Regions from separate parts of the Dromaius novaehollandiae genome. Here region 2 is linked to region 1. The links are chromatin contacts, called in public Hi-C maps. All regions are on one chromosome and are shown on one strand. Each heading gives the region's core, a stretch centred on a gene start, on an enhancer-like site or on the middle of the called end of the contact. The rest is flanking DNA. Distances are from core to core; before and after follow the strand shown.

Evidence for each region. Hi-C and Micro-C count contacts between places; a contact is called where the count stands out from the background.
Region 2: a Hi-C map of ovary shows a contact between it and region 1, with 3 times the contacts expected there. The contact joins the promoter of PIK3C2G here to the enhancer-like site in region 1. A contact is called at or near these places in 3 of 4 Hi-C or Micro-C datasets (brain, liver and ovary).

Annotation. Positions count from the first base shown.
Region 1 is chr1:68,026,257-68,032,931 of bDroNov1.hap1, forward strand. RERGL (RERG like) reads right to left here. Exons shown (of 5, transcript XM_026107825.2): 5 at 6,464-6,675. Among named protein-coding and RNA genes, the nearest start is that of RERGL, 12 kb to the right of the region's middle. Within about 2 kb of position 1,590, at least 1 of the 2 cell types and tissues checked has open chromatin away from gene starts, as enhancers often do.
Region 2 is chr1:68,122,246-68,128,887 of bDroNov1.hap1, forward strand. PIK3C2G (phosphatidylinositol-4-phosphate 3-kinase catalytic subunit type 2 gamma) reads left to right here and starts at 3,464. Exons shown (of 36, transcript XM_064515654.1): 1 at 3,464-3,602; 2 at 4,238-4,352.

The sequences.
Region 1 (6,675 bases), core at 340-2,839:
ACATATGTATCTATATAAAATGTATTTATATGTCTGTTCTTATCCATTTGTCCCGTGACTTGTGCCTGAAAAGTGCTGGTATGCAGATTTAAAGAGTTGTATATATTGGTCTACTTTGACCTCCATTTGGATATACCTATGTCTGAATATCTTAGTGCAGATTTTCAAAAAAAAAAAAAAAAAAATCAGATTCATCACATATGTGTTCACTTGTGTATGCATACAGATAGGAAAGAGAAGGAAATATTTTTCCCACTCTCCTCACATCCACAGGCACGTATTAGTGCATTTTGTTAGAAATAGATCAGGTCATGATAATGCACTGTGCTGTACCTGTTCTGTGTATTAGTAATCCAAGTATGTATATACCCTCTGCTGCTAAATTGATGATAAGATCCAGAGGTTGAAGCTGGACTGGGAAGGAGATGAGAAAGTAGAAACTAGCTTGCTAGGCTGAACACAGCTGGTATGGCTTCTAGGAGAGTTACAGCACCAGGACAGAGAAAAGCTTATTGGAAGCAATGTTTAATGGCTAGATTGGAAAAGACTACTTTAACAACTAGCTCTGCAAAACCAGACTGGATCATTCAGGGGACACAGCCCTGAGTGTGCTCGCTTTTTTTAATACAGGCTGAAAGGATGACTGAGTGTGCCCATGCACACCTAGAGAAACTTAGCACATACACACACAGATAGCATTTGTTTGTAAATCTGTAATAATGATTGAAAACACAAGCAAATATAAGGAGATGTCAAACAGTGTAAAAGATTAATATTGATTAGTTCTCTTCATATAGAACTTTATAGATTAGTTCAGTTTTGTCTGAAATAAGTTACGTGATTTAGCTCAGTACTTGCAGTATTCCCTGAGGTCTGTGTAGGACACATCCGACACTACCTTAGTCATTTATTGAATCATCTAATGCAATTGAATTCTGAGTGACAGCCAAAATTATACGTAGTTAGTAAAAAATGTTGTATTTAATCATATAATTGTGCATCCATTTAGCTCACCCCAGCAATCATAAGAACCCTTATACACAAGTAACTTTACCTGTGTGACTTGTCTTTGGTAAGTAGGAAAACTCACTCGGAGGGCATTCTCATGCAGAGAATTTGGAGCATGAGGCCTAGCTATATGCCAGCAAGACACATTTCTAATAATCCATTACCGTGGATGAGAACTCTGTTTAAATTAGGATTTATGTATGCAACTATCTTGTTGCAAAGCAAAAAATGACTACCCTAGTGATCTCTCATGTGGAAGAAACTACAAAGCAGTTTCTATCCTATTTTACTGATTTAACTGTATAAGAAAATTTCAGCCTAGATTCCAGTCTAGATTCCCCTTCAGCCATGCCTGAGGAAACAAGGGCTATGTGAACGCCCTGTCAGTTCATTCTCTTGCTAAAAACTTATGAACCTGTTAGTACTGGTCAAATTTGAAAGAGGAACTAGAGTTTCAAAATGCATTGTGTTCCTCTAAGTTTCATGGAAATAAGTGTGAAAATAGCACCAGATTAGCGCTTTCAGGGAGGGAAACGCATTTACAATGCAGCTGTTGCATACGCTGTGTAGCAGCAGCCAGCTGGCCCATCAGCATGTGCACACTTCTGGGCTTCTCATGGCATTTTATGGTCACTCTAGCGCTGTAATAGCTGGAGATGTGATGAGAAACTGGTGTGACTGTGACCTCTTATCCATGATCTAAAGGAAATAGCTCACTGAAGAACTTCAGTTGTTTAGTTAAACTACCTGTTTAGTGATATATTAGAGCCATTTGGTACAAAATCCTACATTTGCAAAGAGCAGGACACTTAATTGCAGAGCAAGGCATAAGCAACACAGATTTAATGCACTTCATTTGCAAGTAGTGAGCTTGGTTCATTCTGTCTGGCTGGTAATTGCTATCAGAGTAAGACAGGCAGCGAGCCAGTGTCTTTCCTCACACACACATTGCTGATACATATTTTCTAGGACAGAAAGCCATCTGTTAGTTCAATCACTAGCTTGGGACTCAGAAGACCTGATTTAACTTTCTGCTCCACCTTAGACCTTTTGAGTTACCATAGGCAAGACAAGTAAAATATGTCTATGCTGCAGACTGCAGTGAAGCATCAAGATCTGCTAGCTATTTTTTAATGAGCTAGCTAGGAAGCAGTCTGTGGCAGTACTCGGTTAACTTGCCTCGGCTTCACTTCAGTCCATCCATTAATTTAACACATGATGTTTGGATTTCAGGGTGTTTCATGAAGTTCAGTAAGGATCAAATATAATCCAGTTTCCTGATCAATCATATGAAATAAATTTAGCATTAAATGACCCTGGTGGTCAGCCCAAGTTAGATGTTAATTGTCTAACCATAGCGGCTCCGTCGACTTTATAAAGTAGGACAGATGGGCCCTGTAGGGCCAAAGAAGAAGGGCAGCATAGCTAGCAAAGAGCCCCAAGAGGCCATATTTGGAACATGATTCATTTAACCTAACTTTAGAGATCTCCAGTCCTAATTATCTTTATAGTTGGTGAACAGCTTGGTGCCTTTTTGGAACATGCTCCATCTAGCTTATTCCACAGATCTCCCTGATGGGATAAATTGTTTGCTAGAAAGGCATCTAGCTGAGATGAGAATCTAGAAGTAGACCTCAATATTCATCCAGGTGAATCCCATTCTCAGAGTCTTTCCAGTAAAGTGACCTTACTCATTTAAAGATTGCAGCAGTACATCTGCCCAACATATTACAGACAAGAAGGGAAACACTCTTCCCTGACTGTGCCTTAGCTCCCTGCCGTGTCTCCAAGAAGGTGTCCTGGGAAGGTGTATCTGGGGATAGATGTCCTAAGGAACTGGCAGAAAGACCAGGTGGAGGCAAGACCTTTTATCCAGATGAAAAGGTATAGTTAGGAAAATGATAGAAGCTTTTAGGCCTTTCTTCAGGATATTAATATGCATGGACAGTGTCTTAACAGGAAACCTTTCAGCATCTTAGACAAGGTAACTGAACTTTATTTCAGCAAAACAGTGGAGCTCGAGAGTGTCAGTCCTGAGAAAAGATAAACCTTATAAACATTTATATTTTTATTAGTAACAATACTGCCAAATGAAGCCTATGAAACGCCATATTTTTAAGCTCAGCATAATGGATAGCAGAATTGTTGTACTGGAAGGAAGGGGAGTTTTCACCTGTACTTTGTGATCAGTTGTCTTGGGTTTACATCACTGATGTTTCAACCTGAGATGAAACTAGAATGTTTCATTGCTCACTGAAGAGGATGAAGTATGAGCAAAGGACCACGAGAGGGAGCTATTGGAAACCGTAAAGCTGACATTTTTCTCCTCATTAAGCAGCATGTTATCTTTAAAAGGCACTCTGCAAAAGGTTGTAAAACATTCAGAGAATCACAGCATCTTTAAAATAAAGTTTTTCTGGAAGGGTTATCAAACACTTAAAATTGTGTTGAAGTCAATTTAAAAAGTTGTGCCTTTTAAAAACTAACTCTTAATTAGATTTAGATACCACAGTGCCTACAATTTAAAGGTCTAATGTTTAAATTTCTACTTTATTTTTATTTATTTCAAGCAAAAAATACATAGTACAGTTGTGATGTCATTTTGCTGTTGAATATGAATGTAGTAGTGTATGGGAGGACAGGTCTGCTTAGCCCATTTGTTAATGTTTGCTTAGCCCATGGTTCAAGCGCCATGATAGCAGCTCCATTCTCTACTTGTCTCAGTTACAGTACATATTTCTCTGTACTGTCAGAGTCCTGCACTGGAAAAACTCTGGATATTTTACAAAGTTCAGCAGAGAGTAAAAACATTTCTGAACTCCTAGCCAGTCTTAAAAAATGAATTTAGCTGTAAATGGCTCAACATAGGGATAAATGTGGATATTAATTATATAACTAGAGGCACTCAATTTACTTTGTAAAGCAATTAAAAGTAGACAGAAACTTATAGTCTGATTCTGAGAAAGAATAATGTATGTTTAAAAATAACTTCCTACCCAGAATAGCTTTCCCATCTCATATAATATCAGTTGTGGAAAAAAAAAATACTTAGGCACTTACAGCACTGCTTCTTTATGGAAAAAAATCAAAGCCAAGTTTTAAAACAATGGAAGTTGACACTTAGGCTCCCAGATCCACATTTAGGCATGTAAACAAAGGACTTGCTTTTCAAGCAGGCTGAGCAGCATGGCAAAATTTAGCTTTCCCCTGTTTTCATTTTCCATGGGCAAGCTAAGGCTGCGAAAGAGGCCTCTACTTCTGTTGACTGGTTTAAAGGGGAGGGGAATTGGATATTTTTAATACACAAATGGCTAATCTATTCTAGAGTACAGTTTAATATTGCCCTGGATTATTCTAGGCTGGCAGTCTGCCTCTTTTTTCTTTCTTTCTTTTTCATTACTTGTTTAAGAGCAGATAGGAAAGTATTCCTTTCAAGCACATTAATCAGAGGTGGAGTTTGCTGCTGTATCCACAAGCAAAGCAAATCTGTAGGAAAACTTCATTAACTGAAAGCACCTGCTCCAACAAGCCTACTGATGGAAAATTATTCTGTTCTTGGATACTTACTGCATTTTACTCTTGTCTTCAGTAGAATTCATAATATCTTCTTCTTCACAGTTTACCCTCTGAAAATGCCACTGACCGATGTGGACCCATCACACTTGTTCAGGTTGAGAGCCACCACATCCCTCTTTCTCTCTCTCCCTACTTTCTGGCTGGACAGAACATGTTCAAATAACCACTATTGCATCATCCTCATAACAGCGCAGCCAGCCAGAGGAAAAAGAAAGAAATAAGGTTGTCCCTATATTGCTCATAGGATTTTTGTGCTTCAGTGTTTGCCCTTCATAATCGCTTCAGAAATCGGTTTCTAGCAGTGGGCTAGAAAACCTATGGTAGCTCCTTTTGTCTTTTAAGTACAGCACAGCATCGAAACTTCTGATCCACTTCTTCATTAAATATGTTGGAAAGAAACAGTATGTTTGGTTGGTCCGCTTAATACTACACATGCTTATTCCTTCTTCTGGGATTTTAATCTTATTTCTGTAAGATTTTCCCCTCTGCCCTGTTGTGAATGTGGCTATAGTGGGATTTACAAAGGAGGTTAATGCAGACAGACATGACAGAAGGAAAAAAAGCTGAGGTTGTGCTCATCTTGATTGCTTATTTTGAAACGGTTGTGAGAAAGAGTTTCAAAAAATACCTGAAAGCTCTCTGAGAGACAGCATTTGGGAGCCAGGGGCTATTACCTTTTACTTCAGTAGAATCTCTGTTTTTATGTCACTGTTTCTAAAGTAAAAAAAAATTGAAGGCAGTGAGTAAGAACATCAAATTCTGAGTGCCTTTCTCGGGCAAAGTGTTACTGAAACTGTAGAAAGTTCATCTGAACAAGGACTTCCTGACATAACACCAAGAAACTTTAATGTTCGTGTGGTGATTTCGAGCTCTTTTCATGAGAAAGGGTAGGGTTGCATGCTGAAGCAACCCACGCTGGCAATCCAGACTGTGCCATTCCCACTGTCTTCAGTGAGTTCAATATGCTGTAGGTGATGGCGCTATCAAGTCTGAACATCCAGCACGGAGATGGAACATGTACTACTTTATGCAAGCAGGTTTCTTGCTTGCATCCAGTTAAATGTTTCAATAAGCTTGTGAGATTATGATGTGTGTTATCAGGTGGTACCTTCAAATGTGGTGGAGCCAGTAACACATCAGCTTCACTTTTAAAACTCTATAAACATTTGGCAATTTAGAAATCAGTCTTTCATGTATCCCATTTTCCTTTAAAAAGCCTTCAGTTTTAAAGAATTAAGGAATAATACTAATAAAATGTACAGGAATAATATATACATTCTTCGACCACCTTCAAACTGAATTCCTTCCCAAATTCTGCACTCTTTTTCATCTATACTTACCAGCAATAAGAAATAAGTGAAATCCTGATCATAAGCAAGTCAGATTATGTCTATACTGGGGGCTTTAGCATGCCTGAGCCTTAGTGCATCCTGCAACTGTGTTTCCAGCTGATTTTCAGGAGAATGAAATGTAGCATGTAGGCCAGAAGACAGCCACTGTGTGTTCCAGTACTTACCCCATCTGGACAACAGGGAAGCAACACTGTGGGGCATACTGCAAATTATACCGATCCGAAAGTCAACATTTCCATTAATACCAGCAAATCAAAACTAATTAGCTTCTCCGTGGCTATCATCTTACTGATTTTTAAAGGATAAAAAATACAAAAAAGTCCTCCACTATTCACTGTATAAAGATAAATGAGGGCTTCTTCAGCGTGTAAAGGAAAACAGCTAGAGCCTCTCTTTTATGGAAGTGTCTGATTTCCAGATTTACTTCTTCTGATTTGAATTCTAGGTCTTCTTAGTTCTTTGTTTTTAGAGAAGTAAAAAAATCTTTACAGCTTTATACCACAACAAAGAAAAGCAATATTACAATATCCATCTTACATCCAGGTTATTTAATATCAGAGCAGTAAATACGAGTAAGAGTTTTCAAATCTGACAGTGCTAGAGTTGGCAAGATACAGATACCCTGACAGATCAATGCCTGTTAGTAGTTCTAGAACTGCATGTGTACTGAAAAGCTGAAGGGAGTACATGAGTAGTCTTCAGGTTTGGTTTCGTAGATACTGATAATACAGCCTTAAAT
Region 2 (6,642 bases), core at 2,214-4,713, 98 kb after region 1:
CTGTCCATAGGCACTCTGTAGACTTCTCAGCATCAGGATGGCTTAAGCTTCTCTGTTGTTTAGTTAGGAGGCCCCATCTGCAATTCTAGGTTTCTTCATTTGGTATATGTGCCTAAAGAAATGTCTAAGAAACTCTTGTCATAAATTCAGGTCGCTTAGCCCTTCCTGGATTCTCCCTGATTAAAGGTAGTTTGGGGTAGAAAAGGAGACACCGTAATGGCCCTTGCACTAGTTTGGAGCTCAGAGGGCATAGAAGGTATCTTGCACTCCCAATTATTTCTGCTGTGTTAATGGCACAGAGCAGCATGAGGCTTTGGGGCCCAAAACATTATCTTTTAGCAACATAAAGCCTTCTATATGTAAAGCAGTTAGTAAATTGTACACTTCACTTCTACTGTGATTTTAGCCTTCTTAATCTAAGTTAACTAATCTGTCTTAATCTAATCTTACTAGTTATTTTATGTTTAATAAAACCAGACACTGGTTTTAAACCTAGAGACTATTTGTGAAAGAGACTTTTTTTCATAAAATTACACATGGGATTAAAGATGAACCCCAGCCAACCCCAGAGAAATCTGATCTGAGCTTTGAAATTTCAGAACACTGAAATTCACTGACTACGAAACAGTACAGCAGACAGTGAGGGTTTCTCTTATCTTGCCCTCTACTTGCTGTGTCCTTCCCAAGGAGCTTGGGAAGCAGAAAGGCAGTGAACTTGAACCAAAGTCACACAGATGTATTTTCAGAATTGTGCAAATGATTTGGGTGGATAATTGAGCTTCCATGCCTGTGAACGTTTGTGATCATTTAAGCCTAACCCCTTTGAGGTTATGAAAATCCATGCACACAGCCTACTTCTTTGATTAGGACTCACTAAAAAGACTTTGTTTTACTGAAGTCACTTTTCTTGGGCAAGTTTTGCATGTTTTTGTGAACAGCTTCATTGTTAGAGGTTCCCTCCCCCACCTAAAAATATTTTGCATCGAAGTGAAATACGTACCACTCTAACCCAATTGCATCCAAAGTAGAAAGGAATGTATTAATCCAAAAAGGGGATTTGGTCAAAATACTGCCCCTGTCACATGCACACTTTGAGTATTCTGCAAGAACAGCAAGATTTTCTTATATTCTGTGATCGAGTTAGAGGGGTGGCAGGGGACTTGTTTGAGAGGGAAAGTATGTAAGAAAAAGGAGCTGGTGTGGAGGGCTGGAGGAGAGAAAAGAGAGCCCTTGTGTGGCTTCTGTCCCTCAGTTTAAAATTGTCAGGATATCACTTCTCATCATAAGGGTTCAAAGGGTTAATAGAAAGAGGGATTTTCATTGCATTGCGCATAGTACCTATGATACTCTCGGTTTAAACTTTAAAGGACATGTGAAAAGAAAGAGAGAGCTAAATGCCTGCCTTGTATATTGGAGAAATTGTTCATTCGTGTGAAATGCTGACCTCTGTCATCCTGCCAAGCTGACTGGGCCCTAGGGTGAGCGGCTGCTTGAGTGCTGGTTGCGAAAGTTAAAGCTGCCTGGGGAGTGCTTTAAAAGGACAGTGTCAAGGTTGGTGTACCCAAAATCTGACCTATCATTTCTTTTTCCCTCTTACATCTATTTGAAAAGTTCATGTCATTCCTTTTCATGTTTTAAAAAATCTTTTCTTCTAAAACAAAATGCTTCAAGTGCTATTGAAGGCTAGTGATTAGGAGGAGAAGCTGTGAGAATTCAGTATTCACAGTGTGGCAATGCAGGTGTCAGGAGCAAGGAAAGATTCTGAAATACAGCACACGTGTGGAGACTGACTTTGCATTAGGTGATGATTAGGAGCAGAGAATTCAAGGTGAAATGGGTAAGGGATCAGTGAGGAGTATTTTTACTAGGGAAAATACCAGTGCAAATCCAAAGTTAAGTTCAAAAGAAGTTAATTCAAAACCTCTGTCAGTTTTTATTCTGGCAGTTTTTATTCTAGTTGTATGTGCTGATTCTTCTTTGGGAACGTAATCAGTTTATGTTATATATAATCCTTGCCATGAATGAAATATATCCTTCCCTCTTACTTACTTTCTTTGCTTGATGACCTAATTTAGAACCCATTATGTCAATGCCATTTTCTTCTGTATGATATATGATCCCAAGACCCCCGTCAGTATTATAACCTTGCTATGCTACTTCCTATAGAAACTCACAGGCAAATATTGTACCTACTGAAGCAATTTTTAGTCTAATTGGAAAAGAGATGAAAAAACACAATGTGCAGATCATAGAAGGAAAAGAAAATAATTTTTGCTCTTAATTATGATGTTTCCCAGGAGATGCAAGGGAAAAAAGAACCCTCAAAATCTGAACTCTCCAAGGGTTGCAGTCAACCATGTTACCCTACAAGAGTCCAGAGGCCCCTCAGATAAAAATGATTATCGTGTAATATAATGCACGATCACAAGAGGGCAACAGGATTAGACACACACATTCACTTTAAAGTTGATGTCTCCAAACCGTCACGAGTTTATCCTGTTTCCTAACAAGGCTTTTCCATTGAGCAGTAAGGTTCATTTCTGATTTCCTCCTTGGTTCTTGAAACCACACAGCTCGTAAGAAACCCTGCTATGTTACAATCTCTTTCCTCTCTCTGAAATATCCTTCCCTCTATGCAACTGAGCTGGGCAAACTTCTAATTCTGGAGGAGTAGTTTGCTTTGCCCTACACTGTGGGACAGGGCAGCTGAGGTGCATGCGAGGAGCATGGAGGAAGGTCTCCCAGAGACTGGTCCAGCTTCAGGGCTAGAGGAGTGAGGACAGAGAACAGGAAGAGTCTGTCTGAGAGAGAACAGGTTCTCCCATCCCTTCCCAGCTCTCAAAGTCTGGTAAGTCAGGCTGTACCTTGGAAGTATCATTTTCACAAAAAGTCTTTGAGGGATGTATCGAATTCTAGTACATGCTAAGGAAGATACTGACTGAAGAAAAAAAATGCCTTTTCTGGGACAAACCTCTTCAATAATAATTTCTAAATTCTGATTCTCTTTGTAGCTAGGATTCCTCTTATCCACTAAAGCAGAGTAAAAATGTAGGCAGCGATAAAGAAGCCGTCTTGGTTAAAAGACATTCTGCCTCCTGCCAACAAGCCTGTTTAGTGTTCATCTCTATTACATCCATCTGTAGCTAATTGCATAGTTATGGTAATAGTGCCCTCCAGAGGAATTTTGAGGGAATTATAATACTCGGAGCTAATACAAAAGATGTTTTGGAAGTGAATGCAATAGGAAAATGGAAAATTATTAAAATGATAAAATGCTTGAACCTCAGGGGGAAAAAATCTCAATATCAAAGCTCTTTCTGGTTTGCATATGCATTTACATCTAAGAAAAGCATATCTTAGTTAAAATAGGTTTCTTTATAACCTGATAGCAAACACAAAGTTTTCATAACTCTACTTGAATCAAGGATATAAAAGTAGATCAACCAAGTGAAGAATGAGATATCTATTTCTAATTTGCAGTGGTAAAGGACGTGGACAATATATTATTGTAAGTGGGCTCCAGCCTCTGTCTAGGCCATCTGGATTATCCTGTGCTTGCAGCTGTAATGTAGACATGACACAGTTAATCGAGGCAGTCTGAGGTAAGTGCAGATGTTCAACGCGTTTTGTGGATGAAGTTTATTTTGATCCGAAGATAAAACCATGCTTATGTTCTCAAATTCCAGTACAGAGCTCTTCTGGCTGTGTGTATATTTACAGTCACGGTAACATTAACATTTGTAGTCATGCAGGTTATGACATTTGGACAAATACATATTAGTGATATCATTGGCAGGGAACAACTCCATTTTGTAGCTCATGTTACCAGGATTTTGCCATGGCCTTGCTTTCTGTTGCAAATGGCAGTTGTTTGTAACATGTTGTGACACTAGGCCTCAAAGGAAGGGCACATTATTGTGGTACAATATGATATTTTATTTTAGGCCATGTTCTGGAGGACAATATACAACCTTCCAAGGTGACACCTCAGCACCTGCATGTGAGGTGTATTCAAATTCTCTTGATTTTGTTTATTTATTTATTTATTTATTTCAGTTCTCCAGCTATGGCATCAGATTGAGCTGTTTACCATTCTGAGTATTCTGAAACTCTCCTTCCCATTTCTCCTTCAAGATAAATAAATAAATAAATAATCATGGAACCAAAATTACAGTGAATTCTGTATTTCTTTGCTTTTATGCTTATCCCAAGCTCATGTTCGACCTTAACACTGTAGGTTTCCAGTCAGGTGTCCCAACTCAGAGCTCTGCACCAGTACAGCTCCTGCAGAGATGCCACCAGCACTGGATGGAGCAGTGTGGTGTTTCCAGACTTGGGATCAGATTGATCTGGTAAGTTTAGTACTTGCTTGGGAAAGAGAGAAGATGGTTATGCTACTTGTGACATGTCTCTTTGTAAGAGGGTCGTAGCATTCAATCTAAACTTTCTACTAAACCTTATTTTGCAAATGAACCTTAAATGAGAGTGAAATGAACTAGACATAGTCTAGTGGTGCAGGGGTGACAGGAGATCAGTGTCAAGTGTAAGGAAAATACCTAATCTGAAAGCTTCCCCCGTTTCATTTTCTCCAGCAGCTGTGGTGGAATATGTCTCTTTATCCCTGCCTGCATTCGTGTCATCAGCACATGGTGGTTTTAGCTGTTCATGGGCCATAGTGATGGGTGGTACCATTTGTTTCTTCTGTAGTAGTTATCCCCCTTCCCCCCCTCAAAAAAAAGGTATCAGGAAATTGCTATCTGTGTAAAAACTAGTGAACCTTTTGGATAAGGAGTTTCAAGGGCTTTTGAGTGGGAAGAACATTGTTGCTTTTGCCTCTCCTCCTTTACTAACTCATTGCTTCCCACATGATCTGGTCTTGCTGTGAGCTGGGGACTTGTCCCTGGAAGGCATCAGCAAACCACAGAGATTACTGTGCAAAGTAACACTGCAGATACCAATTCCTTCTCCTCATTTTCCCCTAAAATATCCCTGCTGTAGCACAATTTTCTATTTTTGCCCTCCCTGCCTAGGCCTCACAGGCTGCCCTCTGATTCATCCCCTCTGATGCTTCTCATGTGGAAGCATCATGCTGCTGACTTCAGGCTTCCTGCTCAGCACCATTTTATTCCTGCACTAGAGGAAGACAAAGCAAGGAGTGGAGGCCAGAGGGGCAGAAGCAGGGTAAGGGTTAGCTGGGCTGCCCAGAGTGATGCAAGGTGGAACACAAATCAAAGCCATGGCTGCTACAACGTTATCAGTACTTCTGGTGTCATTTTGTAGTGTGTATGTTTAGAGCTGCAGAACTGCTGTGTTGTGAGCATATCACCTAGCTGCTTTGGGTGCACCTAACCAGTCCAGGTCCAGTAAACAGGGTCTTCCTTACTGCTCCCCTGGTTCATAAATACAAAAGCATTATTACCAACACCAAGTGCAGGCTAGCACAGGACCTGTCACAAGAGAGTAGTTATTATTATAAGAATCATCTGTGCAGGTACCATTGCTGGGGAAGGTACTTTGCAGTGATAGATGAAGTACTACATTATGGGCACAGCAGATACCTGTTTGCCAGCGACTGATTCCAGGGCCTGTCCAATCATGGTGGAGGGCTGCTGTGATCTTAATTTCACATAGCAGTTTGCAGAAATATGTATTATTGCAGGTAAGCAGTACCTTTGCATTATTTATGTGAAAACTCAAGTAAATTATTGTTGGCTTTCATGCTGCAGGTAAGGTTTTAATGAAAACAATAATGAATGCTTTGCTGGCATGCATAGGCAACCTAAGTATGCAGTCAAATTAGCTATCTCAGCAGATGCTTTATTTTCTGAATTGCATATAAAGAATGCTGTTCAGTTGGTTTAGAAATTGTATATACACCCACTGACTAATTTTTGTAAAAGCCATTTTTTTTTATACTCAAAGCAAGTGTTTCAATCATACTGTGAACAATTATGATGGTAAAATTAAAATAGAAAGTAAGATGCAAGAAGCTACCTAGGCACAGGAATTAGGGAAAATTCAGAAATATTGCATTATTTAAGGTGTTGTAGTATTGCAGTATGTTCAATACTATAGATATAAGCAAAGCATCTTAGTGGAAATGCAAAAGGAGACAAAGTTAATAACTGTGTAAGCAAGCTTTTGTTTTGACCTTAGGATGCCTGTGTTCTTATGCTTGAACTGTTGTTAATGTGTTTTCTTTGATAAAGACAGGAGAGCTGATTCAGATGTTAGGCTAGATCTACATTGGTATAATTCCACTGGTTTCGCTGAAGCTATTTGTGTCATCATTAAGAGAAAAGGATTCAGTCCTACTACATTGGACTAATAAGCAAGCTTGTTTGATACTTTTCAGCAGTCACTGAACTGATGCATCACATGAACCAAAGGTCAGCTCACAGCAAAACCAACAAGGGGGACAAGCATGTCTTTATCACCATTGCTCTTTCCCTCTTCAGCAGTTGCTTAGTGGCTGGTTTTAAAGCTCTGCTTAAGTTAGGTCCTCTTCGAGGCAATCATAATATTATTAATGGAGTCATTCTGTCAGGCTGGAATAGCAGAGTCACCTTGGCTCTGTCACCTGGGCTCAGGTGCATCAGGGTGGCAGAGCTCTGCGCTTTGAGAGTGTTCTCTGTCCTCTTT